2 separate regions of the Ovis aries genome follow, and region 2 is linked to region 1. Evidence: chromatin contacts called from public Hi-C data. All regions are on one chromosome and are shown on one strand. Each heading gives the region's core, a stretch centred on a gene start, on an enhancer-like site or on the middle of the called end of the contact. The rest is flanking DNA. Distances are from core to core; before and after follow the strand shown.

Region 1 (5,499 bases), core at 699-3,198:
TGAAGGAAATGAGTGGTAGAGGAAAAATAAAAAGCTCATTCAGAGATGGAAAAATATTGACCAGAAAAGAAAGCAAAAGCAAGTTCACAAATGGCCAGTGGGAGTGATGGGGAGGAACTGTGACAACAGACACCCATACACAGACCTCATGGTAGGTTTATCAGGGGTGCCAAATCTAACATTAGACTACTTCAAGTTCAAACAGTGGCAGGCTCTGCCACTCTCAAGTGTGACTGTGGGCAAGTACCCCAACCTCTCTGTGCCTGGTTTTCCTTGGCTATTATTTGTGGATAATATTAGTACCTTCCTTATAGAGCTGCTGAAAGATTAAGTGAGATAATACAAACACATGAACCCTGGCACACATGAACCCAGTGCTGTATGAATTTAGCCATTGTTATTAATCCTAAACTGGTGTGAATAAAACAAGACAAGTAGCATTCCAGCCTTTTCATTATATACAGCCTGATTATTTCTCGACAGAAGTTGTGGAAGGGACAAGAGGATGATGTAAATAGCCAGTTAGTAAGATCCTTGACAAACACCAAAGGAACTGAGACAAGCTATCATGGAGGAAAAAAGGTCACAACATGAGTCATTAGGAGGGTCCTTGAAATGGGCCAGCAAATGTACCTCTCCAGCTCTTCTGAGGATGGATCCGGAGAAAATGAGCTTGCTTCATATAGGAGGGAAGAATTTCCTGATGAGGGATGAGGGATGATGTATTGAGTTCTAAGGGAGAAGGAGTGATTCCTGTTTCCTACTTTTCAGAGCTTTAAATTATAAAAAGATAGCTACTTCTTATCCTGCTGAAGTCGGGGCTCAACCAAGGCCCAGGGGTGACTAGAAGAAAATACATTCCAAGTCTCAGGCCTAAGAACCTAGCATATGACCCATTCTCGTAGAATGTGTGTGTGTTAGTCACTCAGTCATGTCCAACCCTTTGCGATACCATGAACTGGTGTCGAGGCTCCTCTGCCCATGGAATTCTCCAGACAAGAAGAGTGGAGTGGGTTGCCATTCCCTTCTCCAGGGGCTCTTCCTGACTCAGGGATAGAACCCATTGCTCCTGCATTGGAGGCAGATTCTATACCTCTGAGCCACCAGGGAAGCCCATTCTCCTGGTCGTTTGGTTCTATTTTTTCACCTTCAACCACTAAGTAGCTGAGCACCTACTGTTTGCTACACCCCCTTGAAGGTCCCACACTTCATTAATATTCTAGGCCTCTCCTCCCTGCCAGGCCTTTCTGAAGCACCACAATCGTGCACGTGTGCATGCGGTTCCCATTCAACCCCAACACTCTGGCATTCTCCAGGAGCCTCTTTCTGATGCACATGCTCAAGTCAGCCATAACGAGTGTCCCTGGTGCGTGCGCCTGAGGACAGGTTGGAGGAGACAGCTTCACGCTGGTTCAGACACTGAGCGCCCCCTCAAGCTCCAGGTCTTCACACACGCACCTAGCAACCAGGGCCCCAGGAATCATAAGCATGATGCACTGACTTCTCTTGATTTCTAGAGTGCTGAGTAATGGGAATAAACAAAAGAAAAGAACCATATAAATAGACCACTCTAACAAGTGATCACATTCACACATAGAAACCGCAATAGCAAAGCAGAACAACAGGGAAACAGCACGCTAATGAGACCGGAAGGCTGTCTCAGTTTCTGGGCTCTGCTGGCTCGTGTTTTGAAACTCAGTTGCAGGAATGTCCCGAGGGAGAAAATTCCACCAGGGCGGACTATTATCAAGCTGTTGTGAAGGAGGTGGGGAAAGCTTGCCAAAGAGAATCTGATTCGCAAACTGCTCTTAGAAAGAGCCAATGCTGGGTCTGATCAGAGCTTTTTCTCTTAATGCTGCCTGATTTTTTTCAGAAATAAATGCCCAGGGTTACACTGCATCCTTGCAAACTCCCGGTGAAGGCTAGTGGTAGGGCTGGGTTAGAGGAGTGTAACCTGACCCCACCACCTGCTGGCAAGCTGGAAAGCTGGCTGGAAGGTTGGAGGGAAGGAAGGCAGCCTTCAAGAATCTTTGTGGAGGGCTTCGCTTCCTCCTCTTCCCATCCTCCCACTAAATGGCTTATTTCTCTGGTAGAATTCTGATACTCAGAGCCAAGGTTCTCCATGCATAAAGCAGGGATGATAACATTTGTTATCCACTTTTCCAGGGTCTTACAAAGCTTCCTGTTCTAATAGTTATGACACATTTGCACTTTTTCAGCAAAAGGTGACCGTCTGTAATCACCTTGAACTGTTGTTGGCAAATGATATTTATTGAGCATTGACTTTGGATCAGACCATGTGCTGGATATTATGTATGTATTATCTCATTCAGGCCTCACAACAGGCTGTCAAAGAAGGTGTTGCTAACCCTGGCTTTCTGGCACAGAAAAGGAAGCCCTGAAAAGTTAAATAACCTTGTCTAAATGTATACAGATAAAAAGAGGTAAGTTCGAGTCTGAAGTTTTCCCAATATGTGGCTCAGCCTTTCCTGTATGCTGTGGACTGTGTCTCCCTGGATTTTCTGTTCATTTACCCAGTGACTCCCCACTATGTGCTAGGTGTTCTTCATTCCTTTTTTCCAGATATAATATCTCTGTGTCTGTTTTTGTGTCTTTTTGTCTCTTAGTTTCCCTCTGCTATTCCTCTGCCATACTCCCCTCAGCCAGGTGGAGAACAGCACTCTCAGCCTACAGCCTAATCATGGACCAGCAGTTCTGAACCCTGCCATTCTGCAGCCCCATTCTTATCACACAATTTCAGGAAACCTCAGTACGTGTCCCCTGATGATGGACAGGGGGCCAGTTCAACTACGTGAAACTGGCAGTTTGGACCTCTACCTCTGCTGGGTGACCCTTCCTTGGAAAGGTCTGAAGAAGTCCATCCATTCATGAAATACCATAGTACACTAGACAGTAAATCACATATTGCTTTGTGACGGCTCTTCTACCATTGCCTTTAACAACTGGTTTAGCCCTTACATCTTTTACGTATTTTTATCTTGTTCCTGGAAGGAGGAACCATGTCTTATGTCTGTTTCATCAACAGTTCCCACCTGCTTAACACATGATGTGGTGTTGTTCAGTCACTAAGTCGTGTCCGACTCTTCGTGATCCCATGGGCTATAGCCCGCCAGGCTTCTCTGTCCACGGGATTTCCCAGGCAACCCACTAAAGTGGGTTGTCATTTCCCTTTCCAGAGGATTTTCCCCACCCAGGGACTGAATCCATGTCTCCTGCATTGGCAGATTCTTTACCACTGAGCCACCAGGGAAGCCCATCCAACTCTTAGGCATCCAATAGGTATTTGTTGATTTTATATCCCCTTCTTGACTCATTCTGTCCCTTGCTGGATAGTTCCCATCACTCTCTCTCCCATCCTTTCTTGTTTTTTCATTCCTTCCCTTCCTCAGTTAACTCAGCATAAGCCACGGAGTCATGTTTACCTACTAAACCACCTTCTTTGAGTAATACAAGTGGAAAGAAAGCCAAATTTGGAGTCTTATGATATAAGCTTTGATCACTACATGATGACAGAGATTGCTGGCTGCATCACCTTGGTTAAGCCACCAGACCCTTCTGAGCATCATTTTCCACCCAATCGTTGTTCTCAAGGACTTTCCCCTCCCATACCATGCCACGGAAACATATTGCAAAGGTCATCAATGTCTTCAGTTCAGTTCAGTCACTCAGTCGTGTCCGACTCTTTGCAACCCCATGAATCGCAGCACGCCAGGCCTCTCTGTCCATCACCAATTCCTGGAGTCCACCCAAACCCATGTCCATTGAGTCAGTGATGCCATCCAACCATCTCATCCTCTGTTGTCCCCTTCTCCTCCTGCCCTCAATCTTTCCCATCATCAGGGTCTTTTCAAATGAGTCAGCTCTCTGCATCAGGTGGCCAAAGTATTGGAGTTTCAGCTTCAACATCAGTCCCTCCAATGAACACCCAGGACTCATCTCCTTTAGGATGGACTGGTTGGATCTCCTTGTAGTCCAAGGGACTCTCAAGAGTCTTCTCCAACACCACAGTTCAAAAGCATCAATTCTTCAGCGCTCAGCTTTCTTTATAGTCCAACTCTGACATCCATACATGACCACTGGAAAAACCATAGCCTTGACTAGACGGACCTTTGTTGGCAAAGTAATGTCTCTGCTTTTTAATTTGCTGTCTAGGTTAGTCATAACTTTTCTTCCAAGGAGTAAGCGTCTTTTAATCTCATGGTTGCAGTAACTATGCAGTGATTTTGGAGCCCCCCAAAATAAAGTCTGACACTGTTTCCACTGTTTCTCCATCTATTTGCCATGAACTGATGGGACTGGATGTCATGATCTTTGTTTTCTGAATGTTGAGCTTTAAGCCAACTTTTCACTCTCCTCTTTCACTTTCATCAAGAGGCTCTTTAGTTCTTCTTCACTTTCTGCCATAAGGGTGGTGTCATCTGCATATCTGAGGTTATTGATATTTCTCCTGGCAATCTTGATTCCAGCTTCTGCTTCCTCCAGCCCAGTGTTTCTCATGATGTACTCTGCATAGAAGTGAAATAAGCAGGGTGACAATATACAGCCTGGACGTACTCCTTTCCCTATTTGGAACCAGTCTGTGTTCCATGTCCAGTTCTAACTGTTGCTTCCTGACCTGCATACAGGTTTCTCAAGAGGCAGGTCAGGTGGTCTGGTATTCCCATCTCTTTCAGAATTTTCCACAGTTGATTGTGATCCACACAGTCAAAGGCTTTGGCATAGTCAATAAAGCAGAAATAGAGGTTTTTCTGGAACTCTCTTGCTTTATCCATGATCTAGCAGATGTTGGCAATTTGATCTCTGGTTCCTCTGCCTTTCCTAAAACCAGCTTGAACATCAGGAAGTTCACGGTTCATGTATTGCTGAAGCCTGGCTTGGAGAATTTTGAGCATTACTTTACTAACGTGTGAGATGAGTGCAATTGTGAGGTAGTTTGAGCATTCTTTGGCATTGCCTTTCTTTGGGATTGGAATGAAAACTGACCTTTTCCAGTCCTGTGGCCACTGCTGAGTTTTCCAAATTTGCTGACATATTGAGTGCAGCACTTTCACAGCATCGTCTTTTAGGATTTGAAAGAGCTCAACTGGAATTGCATCACCTCCACTAGCTTTGTTTGTAGTGATACTTCCTAAGGCTCACTTGACTTCACATTCCAGGATGTCCAGCTCTAGGTGAGTGTGAGTGATCACACCTTTGTGATTATCTGGGTCATAATATCAATGTCTTACCTACAGTTAAATTCAGTACACCTTTTCCAGCCTTTTAATTTTGACCTCTCATCACATTTGTCCTTATTGACCAGTTTTTCCTAAACACTATCCCTTCAACTTTTGTGATATTGCTTCATCTGATACTCCTCTGACTTCTGTAGCTGCTGCTTCCCCTTATTGCTGTCATTTTTGTTTCTTATTAAAATAATTAAAATAGTCTCTAGCATTAGTCGCTGCTTACTATGTGCCAAGATTATGCTAAACTTCC
Region 2 (4,956 bases), core at 2,084-4,583, 39 kb after region 1:
ATTGTATAATTGAGGATGCAAGGGCCTGGTGAGTGGTAGAATTGGCACTAGGTCTTCTGCCCAAGAGTCTAGGGTATTTTCTTCTACAATCCATGCTTAGCATTCAGAAGTCTCAAAAAATAAACTCAGGATCACTCATTGACCCTGTTCACTTATCCACTTGGACTGTCTTTTCTTTCTTTGGACTTGGTAGGTGGAAGTCATCACTGCCAGAGGGGAGATAATCTGACCTGCTCTTCCTGCCAGTGTTCTGACCCGGAGGCTGGAGAGTCTCTGTCCTCTACCAAGCAGGGCTGTAGAGGCATTTGAAAACTGGGGCCATCTGGGGGCCCTGGTACATGCTTTTTGCTTCATTAGCTACTCATGGAGATCATTGAGTATATGAGGATTATTACTGCCTCTCTCCCCTTTCTCTCACTGAGCAGTTAGATTTTTCACTCTCATAATTGAAACTACTCTTTTCACTTCTTCAGCAGAGTTGGGGAGAGCATGGTCTCTGGGGAGGCAGGCTGCCTGGGGCCATAGCTCAGCTAGCACTTCCTGACTGAGGGAACTCAGCCTGTTACTGAACCTTTGTGCCTCAGCTTCTTCATCTGGAAAACAGGAACAATAACAGTGTATACCTTATGGGGTTGTTTAAGATATGTACCTGCTCATTACATGTTACCAACCGTCACCGTCAATATTACCATCAACAACTTGTGGGTGTTTTTAGTTTGCTTTGTACATTTTTTAAGGAGGGGAAGCCTTTCTGGTCTTAGCTGCCTTTCTCTGTTGCCTGGCAATCAGTAAATCATACAGTCATTAAAGGTCAAGCTGACCCTTTATGCAATTCTTGCCTAGAAGGCCTCATTGAATATAGTGAGTCACCACCACGGAGAAGTGGACGGTGAGTCAGTAGTTTGTTAAGGAGAGGTCAGAAGGTCCCCTGGCTCAAAGTGAGAGGATCCAAACCTAGCTCTGGGGTGCAGAAAGAAACAGGGCACTTCTATGGCTGAGTGGACTTGGGATGCCATGGGGAACATGTGCTACCCAGATCAGAGGATACACAGACCTGAATCTGATTTCAGCTCCATCTCTACCTTGCTGTGTGACCTCCGGCAAGTTATTTAGCCTCCCTGTGCTTCATTTTTTATCATCTGTAAATAGAGATGGTCTTAAAAGAAGTGACTTCATGGTATAAATGCTTGGAAAATGCTGGAAATCAAGTAAATACTTAATCCAAAGGAATTATTTTCATTATCATCATAAATGTGGATCGGAACAGACAGTTAATAGGATCTGCCGTAACGGAGAAAGGGAAAAGGTAGTAGGAACAAGGATGTGTCGGATGTGGTAAGTTTTACGTAGTGACAAGCCATTTAGCTAGTTTTAAGACACGACTGAGCGACTGACCTGAACTGAACTGAACTGAAAAACACATTTATTTATTTATTGGCTGTGCTGGGACTTCTTTTGCTGTGTGGGCTTTTCTCTACTTGTGGTGAGCAAGAGCTCGTCTCTAGATGTGGCGTGCTGGCTTTTCATTGCGGTGGCTTCTCTTGTTGTGGAGCACCGGCTCTAAGGCATGCAGGCTTCAGTAGTTGCTGCATATGGGCTCTGTAGTTGCGGCTCCCCAGCTCTAGCACAGAGCTCAATAGTTGTGGCACACAGGCTTATATGCTCCAAGGATCAGAGGGCGAACCCATGTTTCCTGCATTGGCAGGCGGATTCTTTACCTCTGGGCCATCAGGGAAGGCTTTAGCTAGTCGTAAATGTAAAAAGTCATAATTTAGTTCTTATTGCACCCCAGCAAAGGAATAAGTGATGTGTGTTCACATAATTTGCATGTGGACTCGAGTACAAGCGACCTTCCTGCAAAACCACAATCTGGTAGCTCCAGTTAGGAGCTAAGCTCCCATTCAGGTCCTGCCTGTAGAAGGGTGACCATCCCAGCCCTGGCAAAGGAGACCTTATCAGGTTTATAACTCCACAAGAGGCTAAAAATACGAATGTCACATAATCATCCTGTCCTTCTTCTTGATCTCAATTGGCTCTCCTGATTTCATGCCATCTGCAAATTTGCACATCCTTTGTGCTTCTTTTTGCTCACATTTTATGCCTTCTTTTGCCATCTCATTTACTCGGCATGTTTCAATCTCTGGGCTTCCATTTTTCTTCTTCCTTTCTCATGCAGTGTTTTTTTTCTCCCTCCTCTCTTTCTCTTCCCTCCTTTACACCCCCACCTTCCTCCTCCCTCCACACCAATCAAATTCCTGCTTGCTTCTTGCCATATTCATTATTCTACCTCATTCCCCTTTCATTCCTCGAAAACAGCTCACAGAGACTCACCCTTCCCCCCTCCAACTCGCAATGCCCACCCTCCATAAATTCCAGCAGCCTGGCAATCAGTAACTTTCGCATCACACTTCACAGCTCTCAGAGTTTACACTACTTGTTACTATTCTCCTTGCTACCGCTCTCTAGGGTTTCTGCAAAAAAAAAAAAAAAAATCCACTTAAAAATATCTTAGGTACAAGTTGAACCCACAGTTAAGTTTACTCGCACATTTACACATTTCCTGGTTTTATTTTAACTAGTGGTTCAGGTTTAGGCTCCATTATGCAGTGAAGAAAGACTAGCTCCATAGGGAACACTCTTTTTTTTTTCCTACTATGAAGAAGAAAACCATCTAAACATTTCAACAGAAACCCCAGCCCTGGGTCCACCCACTCTTATCTCCCCACTCCCCCAAGCTGCAGCTGACCGGCCGGGGCTTTTTCCTTTGTGGAGTCATTGATTTCACTGTTTCTGGAGCTCAGACTGCCTCCCAGTGTGTGTCTGTGTGCACACGTGTGTGGCCACTGCTGTTTTTGCAGGGGGCTCACCTCTCTTCTGCCATTTTACCAGGACACAGGAGGCGGCTCTCCGTCTCCCTCTCTTTCTCTCCCTGCCCCCAACTCAGCCTAGGCTTTTTCCTGTCTCTTAACTCCACCAGTGCAGCAGCAACTAGCTGAGCTGCTTGCGTGAGAGAGAGAACGCGCGCGCACGCGTGTGTGTGTGTGTGTGTGTGTGTGTGTGTGTGTGTGTGTTTGCCTGCGCAGCTAGGCCAAGCCTGCGAGCCTGCCTGTCACTGGAGAGTTTTAGTTTGCATTCAGAAGAAAGGAGGAGGGGAGGCAAGGAGGGGGGAGGAAAAGGTGGAGGGGGAAGGAGTGGGGGGGGCACTGAGAAGGGAGGGAGAATGTCTTGTTTGTGGCTTGTCAGCAATTGCTTGAGACAAGCTTCCATGTGTGAAAGCTACTTGGCATGAATGCCTGGGCCGTACCAAGTGTCACCGCAGCAAGAGGGGGAGTCAGAAGAAAAACAGATCAGACCAGAGCAGACAATAGGCCCCTAAAGTGTTCCCCCTAAGTTGCTTTGATGTTGTCCTAGTGTCTTGATACCAGGAGGCCAGGGATTGCAGGAAAAGGGTCTTTTTTGTCTTCATTCACTTTCCCCCCTCAGTTTCTGAAATGATTCTCCAGAATTTCTCCTCATAAAAAAGGTAAGAGCCCTAACAATTCCTTCTTCTGTGGCAGGCTGGTTCGCCCGTGCCTGGAAGTGGGGGTCTCATTCCTGCGCTGCTCAGGAGGAGCGCTGGGAGCCTGCGATTGGAGCTCTAGCCTTGCCCCTGGAAGTCTTTGCAGGCGCTCCGGGCTGGGGATGGCCCCCTCTTTCTAGGGAACCCCAGTAACACGATCTGCGCCTCTGGGTTGTTGGGGGAGAAGGGGTGGATGGAGAGGAATGGGAGGAGGGTGTGAGATTGGAGGGCGTGAAGCGGGGAAAGAGAGAGAGAGCAGCCTGAAAGAGAGGCAGAGAAGGGCAGAGCCCTCGTTCAGAGCAGCCCCAACCAGGAGCCCAAGGAGGGCCTCCTTGCAAGCTTGCGCTGTGCATTCTCAGGCTGAGCAGGGGCCAGCGGGGGCTCCGCCGAGTGCCTGCAGAGATTACACGGAGCTTTGTGTGTGTGCGAGTGTGCCTGTGTGCGTGTGCGTGTGTGTGGACTTCCCACACCCTGCCCTGGCGTGCCTCGTAGTGAAGGGGAGGTACCCCCATCCTTACCACCCGAGCCCATACTCTCCGGGAGGAAGAGAGGCATGGCAGGCAAGGAGGGAGGCTGAGAGAACTCTGTCGCAAGACGATCCAGAAACTTTTCCCGTCTCAGGGATCTCTCTGGTGTAGAGACCGTGAAGGAGTTGTGGGCGGCCCCGTGCCTCAGTTTCCCCAGCTGTAAAATCCAGAGAGCCGCCTGGGGATGCTGCCCGCCTCTCTGGGATCCGGTAAAAACGGAATAGATACCCTTCTGTCTCAAACGCGTTGAGAAATCTTCGAGCTAGCAATGCTGTGGCATCACAAAGTAGAAGTGTTATCATTGTTCTTGATCGTCATCATCATGATAATAAAACCGTCATTAAGACACCCTGAGACAAATAGACCGGGAACACAGATCAAGTGTCTGAGCATTTCTAAGGAAACAAAAAGCCTTTTTCCACCTGTTGGCTTCTGTCCTTTTCTCTTGTGTCTTTTCCTTAGATTTATTGGCCGATTTGTACAGAGAATGGGGTAGGAGGGGTTGGGTTTTCCCCTTTTCTCCTCCCTGGTACATATTTTAAAAAAGAAGAAGAAGAAGGTCAGTGTAAGATGCTCGAGAGAGAAAATGTGTCTCCCTTTATAGGAGTTTTTTCAAAACCTTGTGTTTTCTGGCTCTGGCAGGGCATGCAGACACATCTGTAAACTCTGCCTTGGAGGTTACAGATTTTTATTGTGGCTTCTAGAGATTAAATGAGATTTATTTACAAATGCTGTTTATCAGAAAGTAAATATCTTACTGTGTGTGTGTGAGGGTAAGAATATGAAGGTTGTTTACTCACTGGTGGTTTTGTGGATAAAACCTTTGCTTTTTAAAGTGACATCTTGAGAGATGGGACTAGAGGACTAAAA

Evidence for each region. Hi-C and Micro-C count contacts between places; a contact is called where the count stands out from the background.
Region 2: a contact with region 1 is called in a Hi-C map of skin fibroblasts, with 4 times the contacts expected there. The contact joins the promoter of BCL9 here to the enhancer-like site in region 1. A contact is called at or near these places in 2 of 16 Hi-C or Micro-C datasets (skin fibroblasts and tail adipose tissue).

What each region holds. Positions count from the first base shown.
Region 1 is chr1:98,553,758-98,559,256 of ARS-UI_Ramb_v3.0, forward strand. The region is part of intron 3 of LOC121817731 (a long non-coding RNA gene); the gene reads right to left. Among named protein-coding and RNA genes, the nearest start is that of BCL9, 38 kb to the right of the region's middle. Within about 2 kb of position 1,949, at least 11 of the 54 cell types and tissues checked have an H3K27ac peak or open chromatin away from gene starts, as enhancers often do.
Region 2 is chr1:98,591,526-98,596,481 of ARS-UI_Ramb_v3.0, forward strand. It overlaps BCL9 (BCL9 transcription coactivator), which reads left to right and starts at 3,334. Exons shown (of 10, transcript XM_060413646.1): 1 at 3,334-3,523. LOC132659521 reads left to right here and starts at 3,334. Exons shown (of 4, transcript XM_060413653.1): 1 at 3,334-3,523.